Linked DNA regions of Xenopus laevis: region 2 is linked to region 1. Evidence: chromatin contacts called from public Hi-C data. All regions are on one chromosome and are shown on one strand. Each heading gives the region's core, a stretch centred on a gene start, on an enhancer-like site or on the middle of the called end of the contact. The rest is flanking DNA. Distances are from core to core; before and after follow the strand shown. Region 1 has its middle 22 kb from the start of eva1b.S. Region 2 has its middle 27 kb from the start of olig4.S.

Region 1 (5,588 bases), core at 1,965-4,464:
TATATATATATATATATAATACACAAAAGCCATGAATATCCTGTAAATTATATCCTTATAAACGGTGAGTTCTGATGTCATCAGTTATAAACGGTGAGTTCTGATGTCATTTCTGTCACATGACTCACTGAAATTTGTGTATTATAATAAATAAAGTACCCCCGGTTGTAAAATATGAGGATATTAGACGTTACCTCGGAGTTCCATGACCTGTATAAAAACACTCAGCCTTCGGCCTCGTGTTTTTATATGGTCATGAAACTCCTCGATAACTTATAATATCCTTATATTTTACAAGAGGGGGTACTTTATTCACTATATATTAAAATGGATCATAACACATGGCCTTCTGAAAACCCCTTCTATTTCACTGTGGAGTTTGCATATTTGCATAACCTTTTTTAAAGATATAATAGGTACATTTTGCATTTTTTACCAGCAACCATGCTGCTATCTTCTTTCTGTGCCTGCATACAGAGACCATAATGCTGGTGCTGTAGATTGTATTTTTTCCTATTGTCTCTTTGGTATATGCCATATGCCATGTGCTAATTTACATAGCAATGCGTAGTATAGACCAAAGTGCCAACTGTCAGCAAGGAAAGGGGTTAATGGTTCAATGCATAAATCAAGAACCCAGGTATATACAACTGGCAGAGTTTTCGTTGGTAGATCTTGCATTCATGGAGAGCTGGGAAACATTTTAACAGGTATAAGTAGACATAAACTTCCCTAAAACTGCACCTTTGATTTGACATGATGATAACTGTATTACCACCAACCAAAAGGCAGGACATGGCAGTAGTTATTGGTGTGGAACAAACTTATATATATACTTATATATATATATACTTATATATATTTATAAGCTTTCTCTTCCGGATCCATCTCCCTGCACCACTTTGATAATTAAAGAATCATGGCAATGAATTGCAGAGTAGGGAAAAACATTTGTAATTATAATGTGCCAACTGGGATGCAGTTTCATTGGAGATGCTTTCTCCCAAAAGAACAATTAGAAAAACATCTTTTTTTGCAGAATAATCTGTTTAGATTAAATAAATGTCACTATACTGGGTAATTTGCTTTAAAAGCTACAATTTTATAGTGATTATTATAGATCAGCCAATTGTAGAATGTGATATGGACCATACTAAAACTTGGCAACGCTTAAATCTTCATCAAAAGTATGCAGTTTTGAAAATGAGCACAGAAATATTCCAGCGCTTTACATTGTGAGACTTGTTCTTTTATTTCCAACAGTTTTGATGTTTACCATACCTGCCAATATAACCCTTTTAAAGGCAATCTGAATGTTTCGAAAAGTCCTGCAATGAAGGCAGATGTAAGCAGATTGATATCCACTTTAATGAGATGGGTGTAAAATGCATTGTGCTTGGCAGTTTTGAATAATATTGCTTTATAACTCCTTGTATTGTATAATGCTGGAATGTTGCTGAAAACAGCATTCTCCAGACAGTCAGATATAGAACACATTATAGCATATTTAATAAATTGTGTTGAGTGCAAAAAAATGGCACAGTTCTGCATGTTTTTTCTCACATGACTAAATGATTCTCTAATGTTTCAGCCATCCTTTGCACCACATTTGTCTGTACTGGAGACAAACACATGACTGCTACATACTGTAAATTTGCCCCTCATTCCAGAATACTGGCCCGTGACACAAGTATAAACAAGTGCAAGTAGATACAAGCAAATGGTATTGTGTTGCCAAACACACTGAACCAATATTTGCTCCCAGCAGCTGTACTGGGTTCACACAATAAGATATTTATGTACTACCCTCGGTGTTTTTCCATCTCTATAACTGCCAATATACTAGACATTTTACCATGCCCCTTATCAGTCAAATCTATAACCCACTCTTCTCTCTGAGATGCTCCTTTTTCCAGAGAAGAAACCAAGACTGTCTCCATTATCTTAAAAGGCTGGCCTGGTATACAAAATATATCCCGGGGCAGTATCCCTTTTATAAATGTGTCCTGTAGTCCATTAGGTGCATATTATATTGTCTATTTTTTTATATACAGCAAAATAAAGTAAATTAAAAGAGTTACTGTTTTATTTTTTTTTTGAATGTCCACCAAGTATTTAATATTAAATAAAACTAAGGTTCCTAAGGGGAGATTCATTGTACATCTCATTCATTCACCACTGACTGGTCCCTCATTCATTACTGTTATTCTAAATAATTGTCTAGTACAATCAACTGCTTTTTTATCACCATGTACATTTTTTCCTCTTTCCCATTCTTAATCTAGAAAAGCCTGATTCACTTCCTCTGTTTATACTTTCCACTCACAGTGGCTCACTGATATAAAAAGTAATAATGGTAAATGGCATAGTGGGTTTCCTTTGCCCAGTTTTGTATTTTGTGCTATGGATATTGTCACTGAAATAAAGGGCCCACAGGGTTGGAGTGCCAAGAGCATGACTAAGGGACAGGGTTGCCCCCTGTTGGGGTTTCACCTGGATAGCCTGATTTTTGGTTTCATTTGCTCAGATCAAACTTCAGAAAGGTTGATATAGTACTGTTTAATGGTTTGTGGCATTCACATGGATAAAGAGCAAGTAAGGTTCTCACTTTAATTGTTCCACAAAAAGTAAGATTTCAGCTTTGTACTAGAGTAGAGCCCCCAACATGGTTTAAAGCCTTTATAATATTTTGAAGTAAATGGGAGGCAAGCAACATTTGGTTGGAACAAAACAGATATTTAAGGTATTTGTCCCCATGAAAACAATGGATTGGCTTTGATCTGGCCAAATGGTAAGGACCAGATCTTGGATTCTGTGCACCCCAGGTACAACAAAATCAAGGTCTTATTAATAATTTTGTATTACAATTGCTCTATTACATGTTAAATGTGTTCCTGAATGAGGATAGAAGGTGGAAGCCTGGAACTACAATTATATCCGTGACCGGACTGAGATCATAACTTTGGGTTTCCGATGCATATTTTCTATTAGCAAAAAAAAAAAAAGCAGCAGATGGAAATGAGATCATGGAGAGAGCAGAAAGAAAAACATGGATAAGCAGGGGCATCATTCATTAGCTATTCACGAATATTCCCTTTTCTGTGTAAGACTGATATTTCCACCTCCTCTATCCAATTCAAAACACATATTGAAAAAAGGTCCTATTCATTCCTATACACGAAACCCAGTCTATTCAGCGCTGCCTGTGCTCATTGTGCAGCATGTAGCTACTGGCCTCACTGACTCATGCTTTGGGCCTTTCTGAGCTGTCATGGAAACAAATGTAAATAAGTCTCATAAATATTTAAACTGAACTCACCTCTTTTCACCTGAAATTTCTTTTCAGCGGGAGGAAATTGGCTACCCATTTCTTAGGTCCTATTGTATACTGCACGGCAAACCTTGTGAATTTGTATGCATTCAGTGTGGAGTTCACTGTGTCTCTCTTTGAATTCTGTATTCTGAGGCCTAGGAGAAATGGGCTGCAGGCAGGGGGTATGCTGCTGCTGTAGATACACAGTTATAAGTGTGAAAGTCACATTTTAGTACTCAGGCATGGGGCAGAGGATCCACAAAAGGAAGATGTATAACACATGTCATGAGTAATCGGGGGGTCAGGCAGATGTTCCCTTTTACAATTGGAAGATATTGGAAAAGATGCATGATCCGAATATTCACAATTCTGTTGAGACTTTTCCTATATGTGCTGTGCTTTTCATAGCTGTGCTCTTTTCATTAGACTGGTGCTGGGAACATTTTGTCTTACAACACTATGCCCTAATCAACACTAAAGGGATCTTATAGAACACATCTCTAATCAACACTAAAATATTATGTTTACCTGGGGGTGTTAGAGTGGTCTGGCACTTAAAGGTGAACTAAACCATTAATGAAAAAAAAAACCCTACCCTACATTGACCCCCTCCCTGCTCCCCCCCAGCCTAGCTGCTACCCCTGCTAAATGTCCCTAACTCTTTACATACCCTACAGGTGCCATCTTCCAGCACTTCAGTAATCTTCGTGTCTCCTTCCAGCAACTTCCTTGACTTTCGATGCATGCGCAGTTGTCGTTAAACGGAAGATTGCTCCGCATGTGCCGATACACCGCTCTCATTCTGAAGATTACTGAAGAGAAGAAGATGGCTCCTGTGAACTCTGATGCCCTGAAAACGCACCGAGGGGTAAGTAAAGAGTTAGGGGCATTTACCCAGGGTAACACCTAGGCTGGGGGGGGAGCAGGGAGGGGGTCTATGTAAGGTGAGGGTGTATGTTTTATTTTTTAAGGGTTGAATTCTCCTTTAAGAGCACTTTCTTTCATCCTCGATTGAAAACCAGAAGCAAGCCCTGTATTTACCGCCTGCCATAGAGCAGGAGGTAAGGACAGAACCTTGTTGCATTTAGATGCACAAGTTAGGGGATGAGGAAAGAAGGGGTAATACCTATGTGCCTTCCCCAACTGCTCCTCTTTGAAGCAGTTTTGCATCGTAGGCAGGTGCCTGTTCTGACAGTGGCATAACTATAGAGGAAGCAGAGGGGCCGGACCGTGAGATCTACTTCCTCTATAGCTACAAAGAATACCCCCTTCCCCAGCCATTCTCTTACCTGTGAGCAGGGAAGGGAGAATCATGCAGCTGGGAGACTCCAGTGCAGGGTGAGGAGTAGGCAGATGAGGGGAGAGGGCAGGCAGGAGGGTTGTTGGGGATAGCAGCCCTGAACCTTTTTTGCATGAGGGTCCAGTGCCAGAGAGTTATATGTCACTGCCTTCTGGCTTCCTCTAGTTACAGCTTTGCCCAGAAGCAAGTGCCAGATAGCTAAAGGGTGCCATGCCACATTCAGAGTAAAGTGCAGCTCTTTGTTTTCCATTCTCTGAGCTAAAGCAATGCACCTACTATAACCTCAACCCACAGAGCAAAACAGTTGCACTATGGGCATCATTATAATATTTAGATAATAAAATTGCACAAAATGGCATAGCCAGCACTTAAAGTGTCCCATTCCCTACTAAACACAATACTTCTATATCCTGCTTGCGTCCTGCATCCTGTTTCAACAGCCCCACACAGATTGCTGAAGAAAAGATCCATAAGACACTGGAACATAAATGCAGTCTGTATCCTTTGCACTGTTTGCAGCTAGAATATCCTGCTGAAAGATGACATTGAACATAACTTAGTTCAGTTGGGGATTTTTAAAAATCTAAAGGTGGCCATACACGGGCAGATTAAAGCTGCCGGTATTGGTCCTTTAGACCGATTCGGCAGCTTATCTGCCCATGTGTGGGGGCTCCCGACGGGTCGATCGGTCAAGTTTGATTTTTTGTACTATCCAGGACTGCATCGGTTAGTTGATGTGGTCCTGCGACCCGTTGGAGCCCATGCGTAGTATTATAATCCGAACGTTCAGATTCACTCGAAATCGCCCAGCCGTTAGTGGGCATATCGGGTTCAAATCCGCTTGTTTGGTGACCTTGCCAAACGAGCGGATCTTATAGTGTATGGCCACCTTTAGGCTATTCAGCCATGCCCCACTTTTGGATATGCCCTGCCCTTATCAGGGCCACAACTGAAAAGCTCTCACTTAACAGGTAT
Region 2 (5,588 bases), core at 1,063-3,562, 130 kb after region 1:
AAAGTTTAATTTCTCACCTACTCTGGGGGGGGGGGTTGCCAACTCTTTAACTGTTTGTATACATTTTGTTGATACATTTGTTATCTTTAGCCCTGCTGTACAGGATACCCGAGTTTTCGTTAAAGGTGGCTGTTAGAATTGATACAATAGTTGCTAGTATTCCACAGATACTGCTGATAAATATAATTTTATCAACTAAATGTAGCAAACTGTTACAGTTCAAATGCTCCTGGATCCCTGAGCTGCCAGACTGAGACACCAGAGGCAGGAACATTAAACTTAAAACTTAACTTTTGGGAAAACAGTAAAAAATAAAAGATGGAAAGCAATTGAAATTCACATGTTCATGAAGTTATTTGGCCAGAATGCATTTTCCATTTAAATTACCCTGTGAAATGTACCTACTAAGCAAAAATCAGCTTAAATTATTGCTTATTATTATTATTGTCAGTGATAATTAAAATATTTAAGTTCCAGGGTTTGTCAAATATTCAACCATAGTAAAGCCTAACCTGCACGTTTAGTCACATAAATATGAATAGAAATGACCTTACATCAATAAGCTGTCGGAATGTTTCATCAACTTGATTAAGGATACTTGGTGAGTCTCTGATGAAGTCCTTGATAGCATCCATATGGTTAAAAAGTGACAAGCAGAATATCCTTGGGGCGAGGGCATAACAGAACCTGGTACTTGAAGGCCATGGTCATTAAGTCATACAGCTAAATTAATAAATGCAAAACAAAGAAGGATAGCAAATTCATTTGTTGCAGTCAAAAGTTTTACATTTAAGTGTCTCTCACCTAGGAGAAAGCACTTACTGCAATGCCACAGTTCCATGCTGTAAGATACCTTATCCATGCTTGCTTGGTTCAGTCTCATTATAGAAGCATGGGCCAAACGATCAAAGACAGTCCTCAGGGCTTTCTTAGAATAGAGCTCCTGTGGCTTAAAAAGCTCCTCCATAAACTTCTTGTTGAACATAGTAGTGATGATGTCATTCATAACTGTAAAATGAAAAAAAAGTTTTGCTAGTAATGATGATTAGAAAGTGACATGCAATACCCATATAATCTGCTTTATGAGATTCTAGATCTACTGTATATCACACAGCATTCTGGACCCAGATCAATTGGCAGAGTCTAAGCAAGACAAAGGAAACAACCCCCTGTAATATTATGAAATATTAATATAAATATAGAAATAAACTACCTAGTATAAGCTGATAGTAGACCACCTATCCATGACTTATGGACCAGAATTGTATTGTATTCTCATAGATTGAGAACAATGCACAAATTTACCTGTACCAATATTGTGTGACAGAAAATTTGTTTGGCCATCAAGTTCAACCCCTCCAAATGATCCTCAGTAAATATATATACATATATATATATATACATATATATATATATATATATATATATATATATATATATATATATATATATATATATATATATATATATAAAGACCTATCTATAGACTCACATATATTTATATAAACCAATATCACTCACATATATATTATATATATATATATATATATATATATATATATATATATATATATATATATATATATATATATCTCCAGGGAAATGGTGCACTAGACAGAATTAATACCTGGGTGCCAGCATGAGAAATACATACCTATTCCAAACTAACTGTAGACCTTGGATATTATATTGCCCATGAAGTCGTTCAAACCATTTTTAAAGGCATTAATAGAATCTGCCATCAAAATATTTCCAGGTGGAGTATTCCACAACTTCCACTGCCCTTTTTGCTTCTTCAAATCAAGTACAACCCCTCAAGTCAAAAGGGGAGCTTCTGGAACGTATATATTTGAAAACAATATCCCCACTATCCAACTATAATGTTCTCTAATGTATTCATAAATTGAAGTCATGTCCCCTCACAAGCGTTATTTCTTCAATTAAAACAATCCGACCTTGATTGCCTTTTCTCATAATTTAAATCTTCCATCCCTTTAACCAGTTTAGTTGCACTTCTCTGCACTCTCTCCAGCTCATTTATATCCTTCTTAAGGTCTGGAGCCCAAAACTGCACTGCATACTCCAGGTGAGGCCTTACCAGGGACCTATAAAGGGCAAAAATTGCAATTTTTATGCGAGAAAACACTTTATTTGCTTTCATAGCCAGGACTGGCTCTCCTCTTTTGCCACCCCTAGGCCACCTGGGTCCTAGCCGCCCGCCCACCCATGCGCACCCACTCCCTGCGAGCGCTTGCACCGGCCAGGTCCTAGTGCCTGCCGGCGAACGCGCTCAAATCCTTCCCCAATTCAAAGGCTCGACATCCATTTCAACCTTCCTGCCAACTGTCTGTCCCCAGAAAGCTTATATTTATCTACTGGTACTGACAGTCTATGGAAGATTTATTTACTGGTACTGACAGTCTATGGAAGACTCTCGTGTATGACACTCCTAGAGACAGCAAGTTTGTAATAATTGAGTGTTAGAGGCTCATGCTGAAGTAAGCACATCACAACAAGGAGGCTGCCATGTTTCTATTCAATTGTTTAAGCCTCGAAGCCCTAGCATTCTAATTAAATTGACAAGTAGGCATATCCTAGTAGAATTTTGCAGCAATGAATACTACAGCACAGCCAGAAAGACTAAAACAAGCAACAAAAGGTCTATATAAACACTGTAATCCAGCAGGCAAGAAAACAAACACTAAATTTATGAGCTATTTAAAAAAAGCAAACAGTTGTTAAAATAGTTAATTCTACATTTTAAGGACAGAATAGTCATTCCAATTTAAAGATGGCTACTTTGGATAGTTCTCACAGGAAGGAGATGATATTGGCTGACAGAGAAAACTGTTGTCCTAGAAACCTATTTAACTCTTTGCTAATCTGAGAGCAAAAAAAGAGAGACAAGAAGAGAAGTGGCAATGCCAGGCAGTGACTCAGGGAAGCTCTCTTACCTACAAGCTCACCCTACCTCGTTTTCTGTCCTGATCTGTCCAGTCAGCTAAAGGTGGCCATACACGGGCCGATAAAAGCTGCCGACAGACTGTGTCGGCAGCTTATTGGCCCGTGTATGGGGGCCCCCGACGGGCTTCCCCGATCGAGATCTGGCCGAAAGTCGGCCAGATCTCGATCGGATGGGTTTAAAAATCCCGTCGGATCGCGGCCGCATCTGTTCGTTGATGCGGTCCCGCGATCCGACCGCCCGTTTGAGAATGCTAGGATCCGATCGTTGGGCCCTAGGGCCCACGATCGGATCTGCCCGATATTGCCCACCTCAAGGTGGGCATATCGGAGGGAGATCCGCTCGTTTGGCGACATCGCCAAACGAGCGGATCTATCCATGTATGGGGACCTTAAGAAGCAGACAATGACACACATAAGTACAACAGAAGAAAATGGGAAATCAAAATTCTTGCATGAAGGGACACATGAAGATAATTAGTATTTACTGCATATTCAGGCCCAGTAAATCCAATAAAGTCATTTACATTTGGACAGAACACATGCTGGGTTACATAAACCTGATTGACCTCTGCTTTATAGTAGTGTAGTGAAAGTGTAATGGAAGTAGAAGTTGGACTTAACATTAGAACTACAGGGTAGAGCTCATCTAAGCACAGCTCTAAGGCAAACCCAGCTTTAGAGTCACAATGTTCTGTACTCATTTGAGGGGGAAGGGGCAATAATGGTCAAAAGAGCCCCATCTACATGCAGTCAAGCCTCCATATTCTTAATATATTCCTTTACTGAATGTCACAGAACAGATGCAGAAGTATAAATGTATTCTCAATTTAACCTTGAGTGAACATTGCTTGTGTATGTAAACAAAGCCTGTCTCACAAGACAAAAAACACGTCTCCTATGTGCATTGTATAAGTTAACATCATAACTCAACAAGCACCTAGAAGCTAAAATATTTTTGCCAGTCAAAATAGATGTAAGGATGCCACTTTTATTCATTATAACAAACAAACAAACAAAATAGCTATTATTTTAGATTATCTACAGCTGCCTGTATATCTCTCCTGACCAAGATAGCAACCACAGCCAATATCCAGTCAGTTATATGACCCATTATAATGAATATGTAGGACAACTCTGTGCTAGAAGAACAGCTAGATACTCTAAATATTCATATGAATCAAGTTAATATACTATGGTTAGTATTTCAATAATTCAGTATGATTCGTTGTGTGTATCTAACACAAGAAATTTGAATTATCAGAAACCAGGTGGACACACGTTAACTATGATGTGGCATATTTATGTGCAGGTCCTTATAACATATCAATTCCATAAACTGAACATTTTTCTTTCTTTCTACGAGTCCTGCGATAAATTGTTCCTCTGTTTAATACACATTAATTTGTTTCATTCGTTATTATACTTTTATTATCTGCTTAATACCGGTTTCAAGCTCCCCCTTAAGGTTTGCTGGTCCGGGTGCGCAAAGCCCCAGACCCCTCGCAAGGTCACCGGATTCAGCTTCCCAAATGAATGAAGATGTAGTATCTTACCCGGACTTCGTTGTGACCCAGGTGCAGCCGCCCTGAGTCCGTCGCTAAGGGAAAACTAAATACTGCACACACCAAAATCCTGGACAGCGCACTCTTCGGATCACTCAAGGAATCACTTGGTCATCAAATCATCGGTAAAAACTTGATTTTATTAAATGTTTAACATTTTAACAAACTGTATAGCCCTGCGCCATGAGGTCTGACGCGTTTCGTGTCACTGCACTTCATCAGAGACCTCACTTCCTCCCGGCAAATCCCTCTTTTAACCCCACTTCACCCCTCCCAATTTGTTTAATGATTAACCCTTTAAACACTTATTATTAAAAAAAGAGACATGCAATCCAAATGTGCCCTTAAAAACAAACAGCTCATTAATTATGTTTAAATTCATTAAATATAAATTTTGTTTTTTCTATTAATGTTATAAATTTTATGTTATAAATTATAAATTATAGACTTGAAATTTTGATTTTATTTTCTATATATATCTCTCTCCATATGTAAATCCATCTCTTGTAAAAAAAAAAAAATATATATAAATGTCCAAAATGCTGTATCTCTAGAGGCTTTCTATGATTGCATTAAGTCACATATGTTAAAGTACTACCGTTTAAATAGATATTATAAATACATTACAGTGAAACAGTTACAATATTAAATGCCAGAACGGACATAATTACTTGTTACAAAGAATCAATTCATTTCCTTAAGTTTTTGTGACTTGTAAATATGTAGCGATTCCATACAATACATCTTATGTTCACATTTGATATTTAGAAGAAGCAACTAATGTCAAAGACAGAGTTCAGGCCCCTAGGTTGTCTTGTACACAGTTTAAAAATCCATTTAGCCTCTGCTTTCAACAATCTCGCCTGTAAGTCCCCACCTCTTGGGCCCAAAATTACTCTCTCTATGCCCTGAACCGAAACAAACCGCAAATCCCCATTATTGCATCCCAACATCACTACCCCACCCCTTTGTTCCGGTTTAGCCTCCGGCAAAAGTGTCAACCTTTACGCCAGTCTTTTTAGATTACATTTTGCTAAGTATATTAAGAAACATTTTTTTATT

Evidence for each region. Hi-C and Micro-C count contacts between places; a contact is called where the count stands out from the background.
Region 2: a Hi-C map of the XL177 cell line shows a contact between it and region 1, with 2.8 times the contacts expected there. The contact joins two enhancer-like sites. A contact is called at or near these places in 2 of 4 Hi-C or Micro-C datasets (the XL177 cell line and the XTC cell line).

Annotation. Positions count from the first base shown.
Region 1 is chr2S:77,662,602-77,668,189 of Xenopus_laevis_v10.1, forward strand. No RefSeq gene overlaps it. Among protein-coding and RNA genes, the nearest start is that of eva1b.S, 22 kb to the right of the region's middle. Within about 2 kb of position 3,215, at least 1 of the 7 cell types and tissues checked has an H3K27ac peak or open chromatin away from gene starts, as enhancers often do.
Region 2 is chr2S:77,791,584-77,797,171 of Xenopus_laevis_v10.1, forward strand. It overlaps the pseudogene LOC108709578. Among protein-coding and RNA genes, the nearest start is that of olig4.S, 27 kb to the right of the region's middle. Within about 2 kb of position 2,313, at least 1 of the 7 cell types and tissues checked has an H3K27ac peak or open chromatin away from gene starts, as enhancers often do.